Regions from separate parts of the Xenopus laevis genome. Here region 2 is linked to region 1. A link is a contact called in public Hi-C data. All regions are on one chromosome and are shown on one strand. Each heading gives the region's core, a stretch centred on a gene start, on an enhancer-like site or on the middle of the called end of the contact. The rest is flanking DNA. Distances are from core to core; before and after follow the strand shown. Region 1 has its middle 20 kb from the start of LOC108714438. Region 2 has its middle 80 kb from the start of nr5a2.L.

Region 1 (3,617 bases), core at 231-2,730:
AAGCTGTGGGAAAGAGATTCAAAGAGACCTAAGTTTTCTTCTAGCAGTGACAGATTCCGAGTTTCAGTCTATACAAGGGTTACTTTTTATTAGAGTGAGTCTAATTCTGTTCTACTAAGACTAGTTTACAAAAGATCATGACATGTTTAAGTAGCCTGTTTCTTCTAGGGAAAAGGTATACTTAATGATATTTATTAAGTGGCCCCTCTTATAAACACAATAAATTGCTGTCAAGCAGCGAGAGTATATATTTACAGTCCTATATAAAGTAATTCAGCCAAGTTGGGACAAATGAAGCTAATAGGAAGGAGAGCATTAAAATGTTGATGACATGAGAAAGAGAGAAAATATAAATGAAGGGCAGTCATAACAAGATTTTGCCATACATTTGAATAGGATAGTTTCAATTTAACATTTTTTTTCTTCTTTCAAGTCTTAGATTTACAGTTTTTTCATACCATGAGTAGGAACATTAATTTTGACCATGTTGTTCTGCATTTAGTTAAAATAAATCACTGAACAGCCAGGGAGAGCTACAATAGCACTGTTCAATTTAATAAGCAGGAGAATACTAGCAAAGAATGGCATCAATATACAAAGTCATTCCAACATTACTAAAATATCAAAAAGTACCGCCTATTTGGGTGTTAAAGCTGGTGCTCCCAGTGCCCTACAAGCTTATTTCCTGGTTTGGAGACAAATTTTGGTTGCAAAAAACCTGGTGTACTGCTAAAGAGAGCCTCCTGTAGGCAGGAGGCTACCTAATAGCCAATCACAGCCCTAATTTAGCACCCCTAGGAACTTTTTTCATGCTTGTGTTGCTCCCCATCTCTTTTCACAATTGAATGTCAAAAAGGATGGGGACCCCTGTTATTAACTTATGTTTTGGTCTTTTTGTTAAGTCCTTTATCAATTCAATGTGTGTGTGTATGTGTGTATACATAATATATAAATAGAGAGAATTATCTGCACCAGGCTGGCTCCACATTCTATATGACCATTACATTGCATTAAATACTGTCGTTTGCACTGGTGGTGATGGGGTTAAGAACAGGTAAATTGTTTTCAAAAGGAAGTTTAAACAGTTCCAATACTAATATAACATATCCAGTATACAATGCAAAGAGCAATGCATTATCTTTAATGTCATAAATGTCTAGACTGGACTATTAAAAATAAATGAATATTTAAATGCCCTGGACATTTATAGTAAACATGTTTTCCATTTGCAATTGAAAGTGTTTTTCATCACAGTGAAGATTCTGTGTTTTTATTTTATTTGTTTACAATCGTATGCAGGGGATATAATCCAATAAATATCTAGTAATGATTCAAAATTCTAAAAACAATTAATTCTGCTGCTCTGCCTTTATTTCAGAATCCTGCTACATGTTAGTTTTACATAATGCTGGCTCATCAAAGGACTTCTAGGTGAGCTTGATGGATTTGCCCTAAAGCCACCTATTCTACAGAACAGACATGCTAGCCAACCTGGACTTTTTTAATTAACTACTTCAGGACAAAAGGAGGCCGGGGGGTGGGGATAGACAAATTAAATTGACTGTACACTTTTAGTTTAAGCTGTGCATGATCATTGGATGCTTCTTCTATAAATGAGGCACACAAATAGACACAAAACTGAGCATGCATTGACTCTATTCTTTAAGTTACTTGCATCCATACATTACACAGACTGTTTGATGAATTATGGGCAAGTTTGATGCAAGAGCAAACTGGAATTATCAATAGTCTGGACCAGCTGGAAATAACAGGGTTTCCTTAGCTGTTTGTGTCAGTAGCCAACTGTATACAGAACTAGATACTTTATTAACATCAGTGTCAGAAGTCCACTTCAGCAATACGCATATACAAGTTGCATTGGATGCAATTTAGTATGCGTCTGCTACTAAACTGTAATTCTGGGGGAAATGGTGAATTATAGATAAAAATAGTGGTTATTGGTTTGCAAAATTTGCACTTTGCATACAGCACTGTGTTCACAACTAACCAAGAAGAACATTACTGCTGTGAGCACAAAACCAAGATGAATCCCAGAAACTATGCTAGGGGTTCCAAACATATCTACTGAATCCTTAAAAAATGGGAGGATCACCCAAATCGCCTTAAATAATAGCTTTTCCTCCTGAAAAAGAGAATCTTATGCAAAATCATGCTTTATAAAGTATAAATTTAATGCATGTGTCATATGAAAAAAGGCTAAATCAGCTCTACTTTAAAAAGAAATTTAATATAAAGATTTAAATGTTCATCTCCATTTGCATTGCCTAAATATTCAGCCTGCTGTTAGGATCATATCTGCTTAACCGCCCAACGAATTCAAATATTTCTACATCTGTATTTCCAATAACCATAACAGAGAAAGATAGATTATTTTTATTTTGCATAGCCTTAATTTAAAAGCCTATTGTGCAAAGAGATTTTTAGAACCGCAATGTAATGTACCTAATTCATCAGCAATGCCAGCATAACTGAAGTACCATTTATCCACACTGCAAATGATTTACCAGTATTGATTTAATTTAGCATTGTACACAAGGTGTTGTTTTGCTGACAATGATATGTACAGGTATGGGATCTGTTATCCGAAAACCCATTATCCAGAAAGATTCAAATTACGGGGATGCTGTCTTCTATAGACTCCGTTTTAATCAAAGAATTCAACATTTTAATGAATTCCCTTTTCTGTATAATAATAAAACAGTACCTTGTACCTAATCCTGACTAAGATATAAATACTTCTTATTTGAGACAAAACAATCCTGTTGGGTTTAATTCATAGTTAAATGTTATTTTAGCAGACTTAAGGTATGGAAAGACCCCTTATCCCAAAAAAACCCAGGTCCAGAGCATTCTGGATACCAGGTCTCATACCTGTGTAAGAATTGTATATCTGCTGCAGTTTAGATGGTGGCACCAAAAAGGGCATTAAAATGTGCTCCGTGGACAGTTTTGTTCCTAGCACTCCATTTGTTTTGATCACTGAAAACTAACCCTAACATCAGCAGCTTTTACCAAAAATTAGAAGCCCTGAGCTACTTATAACCCTTCCAATTCTTGGAAATAAGAATCAATGACCAATCAAAATGCCTCCCAGACCTTATATGTTGTGTTTTTATGAAGCAACAGAGACAAGTTGATATGTTGTGATTTTGCGTCCGAATACTCTAAAATAGTTAAGATATATAAAGTTTTTTGGGGTAAAAGAGCTTTGGTTCAGAGCAGGCCTGCAGGAAAGCAAAATGTTTTTTACAATATTCTTAAATTAATTCTGGCCAGCTGAACAAGTTCATTTTATATAAAAAGCCTATTTGTGACTAGACACCAATACTTTGTGGACCTAAAATCAGATTTAGTGCACAAGCGGAAATAGGGGAACTGAAGCTCTTCAGAACTCCAATTAAAAATGTAATAGGTTTTTTTAATAAGTCCTAGGTCAAGATGTATTATGATTCTGTTTTCCATAGCCTGCAATTATTAGGTTTGAGTTAACTTTCTCTACCAGCTGAGACTTCTCTAATATCAGCGGCAGATGGAACATTTATAAGCTGCATTTCATCTTAAAAACTAGATTGATCGATAGGTATGTCCATTCTATA
Region 2 (3,837 bases), core at 646-3,145, 170 kb after region 1:
AATTTTATTCCTGAAGTATATATTTTTTTAGTTGTAATATTGGTGAGTATGCAGCCATCTATGGTCATTGTGATTGTTGTGTGCTTTCAGAAAGAGCCAGCATGTCACAGTGCAACTAGTTTCAGATAAGCTATTGTTTCTCCTACTCAATGTAACTGGAGAAGTCACAACTTTGGTGGGTCGGACTTGGATTTTTACTATTGACTGCTGTTATCATATCTACCACTAGGTTGAGTACAGGAGCATTTTAACAATGCAGGTATCAGGGAGCTGTTGTCTGGTTACCTTCCCATTGTTCTGATAATGGGATGCTGAGGGGAAAGGGAGGGGATTGATATTACTCCAAGTTGCAGAGCAGCAGTAAAGACTTACTGAAGTTTATCAGAGCACAGGCCACATGGCTGAGGGCACCTGGGAAACTAACAACACGTATAGCCCTATATTAGATTTCAAAATTAAATATAAAAAAATATGTTTGCTCATTTGTAAAATTGATTCCAATGCAGAATTCTGCTGAAGAAACACTATTAACTGACACATTTTGTAAAAAACATGTTTTCCCATGGCAGAATTCCTTTAAAGCTGGCCATACATTAAAAGATCCAAGGACGAGAATCGCATCAATTAGTTGTCCCAGTCTGTGCCCCTGCAGGATTTTGAAACCTGCTAGGTCAAAATCTGCCTGTTTTTCTACAAGATATTAGTCAGGCAGGCTGCTTAATGGCCACATACATGGACATATAAGCTGCTCCCTCTAAAGAAGTCCAATCTGCCTGTGCATAGCCACCTTTACTAAGGCGAAGCAAATAAAAGCTACAAACAACATAAATGTAGTTCTTAAAGTACTAGTGGAACTGAGGGCAGAAGGCTACAACTAATGCTGAATATTTCATAAAGCTTTTATACGCATTGGTTCCATTCAACATTCCTACTGGAGGTGTAGAAATTAGTACACCATGCAACGCAGATTTTTTGATAGTGTACAGTTCAGGGCAGTTGAACACAGGAAGATTTGCTGCCCGCGATTTTTTAAGCGCAACAAATCTCCTGAAAATGCCTCTCCATTGCCAACAATTGAATGCCCAACTTATCGCTAAATTGCCTGAAGTTGCCTCTGGAGGAAACTTTGGCCGATTTAGGGATATGTTGGTCATACTTCCAGCAATATCAATTAATTCCAGTGAAGAGGCGGGTTCAGGAGATTTCCCCATGTGCCACTACCCTAAGTCATAACCTTTATTGGGCAATTGTCTGATTAATGCTTCGGAAACCATACATATCTGGATTGCAAGGTGGTTCTTCATGCTTCAACACTGATGTTATTCATTATATTGGGTAACCGATTTGCAGCGAGTATTCCAAATTCAGAGGCAGGCAATAAACAGGGTTATAGTACTGTGCCAAGAAAAGGCAACAGAGTCAGAGAGGAAACAGAAAATGCCTCTGACACAGCTGTGCCCACTTCAAAGGCAGATCAATCAGTCACTACCCAAGGGGCAGTGTTGTGTCAGTTGATTAACCCATAGCAACCAGTTAGTTTGACTGATCTAATGCAACTGGACTAAAGAAAGCAAATGTCTGCTGTAGGGTGCCACGGTGCACAACAGTGTCGTAGACTTGAGTCCTGGCAAGAGCAGAAGGCCATTCCTTTACCATTGCTTTTGGTTATGTGTCTTTGCAGGTGATCCTTACAACTCTTATACTGTAAATCTTGGCAGCTGAACCCCCAGAGTGCTATAATATCAGTATCCCACAGCTGTGACACTGAGTAAACTCTGCAGACCCTGTTGATTATTAAGAGCTTTTCCCTCCCGGAGAACAATCCTGGTAGCGTGTGGAACTCAGCTGGGCATCCCATTGTGTGTATACAGACTGCTGATATATATACAGAGCAGACATGCAGCGACTAACCAACTCTGGGGACCGCAGGGAGTTTGTAAGGACATGCTGCATCCTCTTGGCTAGTCACCAAGCGCCTGGAGTGTTTTGTGTATTTACCGTACTTATAACAGTAGGGGGTTGTTTTTGCACTTTCAGTAAGGAAATCTTGGCGGAAACATCTCCCATTCAAGTATGTGAGAACAAACACTTTGCAAGAAAATGTAGATTCTTTTAGGTATTTATTCACACCACATTTATTTACCTTTATAAATTGCAGTGAAATATGATATTTCCATGTTTCTGACTTTTCCCTTGAGCTAAATAGGATAATAGCAAAGTAAGGAAATTCTTAGCAAAGTTTTATTTTAAGGGGTTCAGATATTAAAACATTTGTTAGTCATTTCCTATTTGTACCACCTGAGAGGTGGGGGCTTATTGGGAAAAAAGGTGGAGCTTCTGGAGTAACTGGGTATGGCCAAGTGGACTGAGGCATTGCCTGCATTGTTAGTATTCAAATATTGGGAGAAATACCTTAAAGGGATTCCGTCATGATCTGTCATGATTTATTTCTAAATTAAACTGTTTACACTGCAAATAATTCACTCTGCCATATAAAATGTTTAGGGATGCACCAAATCCACTATTTTGGATTCGGCCCAACCCCCGAATCCTTCGTGAAAGATTCGGCCGAATACCAAACCGAATCCTAATATGCATATGCAAATTAGGGGTGGGAAGGGGAAAACATTTTTTACTTCCTTGTTTTGTGACAAAAAGTCACGCACTTTCCCTCCTGCCCTTAATTTGCATATGGCCAGGCAGAAAGATTCGGCCGAATTTGAATCTTGCAGAAAAAGCCCGAATCCTGGCCGAATCCCGAACCGAATCCTGGATTCGGTGCATCCATAAAATTTGATTCCTGAACCAACAAGTGTATTTTTTTTGTCGTAATATTGTTGTGTAAGCAGCCACCTCAGGTCATTTTGCCTGGTCATGTGCTTTCAGAAAGAGTCAGCACTTTAGGATGGAACTGCTTTTTGACAGGCTGTTGTATCTCCTGCTAAATGTAACTGAATGTGGCCCAGTGGGACCTGGATTTTTACTATCGAGTGCACATACTCAGTACACATAGAATTGAAATGTTACAATACAGTATAATTACTACATGGCAGCTCAGACACCAGTGCAACTAGCATCAGAATTTAATAATCAGTCTTGTAGCATCAGCTTATATTTCAGACAAACCTCATTTTCTGCTCGATAATTTGCAATGACCCCTAAGCTTAGCTTCTCAAAAGCTGCTCAGAGGCCACTGAGCACACTGAGTGTCGCAGACACTTTCCAAGATGGTGACCCCCTGTGACAAGTTTGAAGTCCTGGATTATTGCTGCTATTGACAAGCTGACACTTTAGGCTGGTGCAATAAGGTCATTATATAAAATATGGCATTTTTAGCCACATTCATTTTTTGGGTTTAGTTCTCTTTTAAGTATCTTTACATGATATCCCATGCAGTTACATAAGAACTGCATAGTTTAGGGTTGGTAACTAGAGGCAGTATTTTTGGCAGAGGCAAAAGGAACATGAGGAAAACACAGGTTTCATATAACAACAGAATTTTTGCAATACAATGCATACATAAATATAAAGTAAGTACTTACCATAAGCCATGTATTTCTTTATTGTGTTAGGGAAGATTTCTGAACATCTGTTTTAGTTGTAAGTTAAGTGACCCTGCCCGCTTGGCAAGCACTGATATAGGTCTAGTTTCATTCTCACAATAGGTGGATGCATTCTGGAATGCCAACACTCCCACCAATAATTTACAAATTGCATTTATGAGTTCTGCAATAACTTTTACTTTGACTTTAAATAACTCGGTTTAACTTGGATATAAAAGTGTGCAGTGCCTGTGCACCTGTACTTGTAAATCCAAGACTTGTTTAAGCATAATTT

The links. Hi-C and Micro-C count contacts between places; a contact is called where the count stands out from the background.
Region 2: a Hi-C map of the XL177 cell line shows a contact between it and region 1, with 2.8 times the contacts expected there. The contact joins two enhancer-like sites. A contact is called at or near these places in 2 of 4 Hi-C or Micro-C datasets (the XL177 cell line and the XTC cell line).

The regions. Positions count from the first base shown.
Region 1 is chr4L:108,270,586-108,274,202 of Xenopus_laevis_v10.1, forward strand. No RefSeq gene overlaps it. Among protein-coding and RNA genes, the nearest start is that of LOC108714438, 20 kb to the left of the region's middle. Within about 2 kb of position 1,481, at least 1 of the 7 cell types and tissues checked has an H3K27ac peak or open chromatin away from gene starts, as enhancers often do.
Region 2 is chr4L:108,438,081-108,441,917 of Xenopus_laevis_v10.1, forward strand. No RefSeq gene overlaps it. Among protein-coding and RNA genes, the nearest start is that of nr5a2.L, 80 kb to the left of the region's middle. Within about 2 kb of position 1,896, at least 2 of the 7 cell types and tissues checked have an H3K27ac peak or open chromatin away from gene starts, as enhancers often do.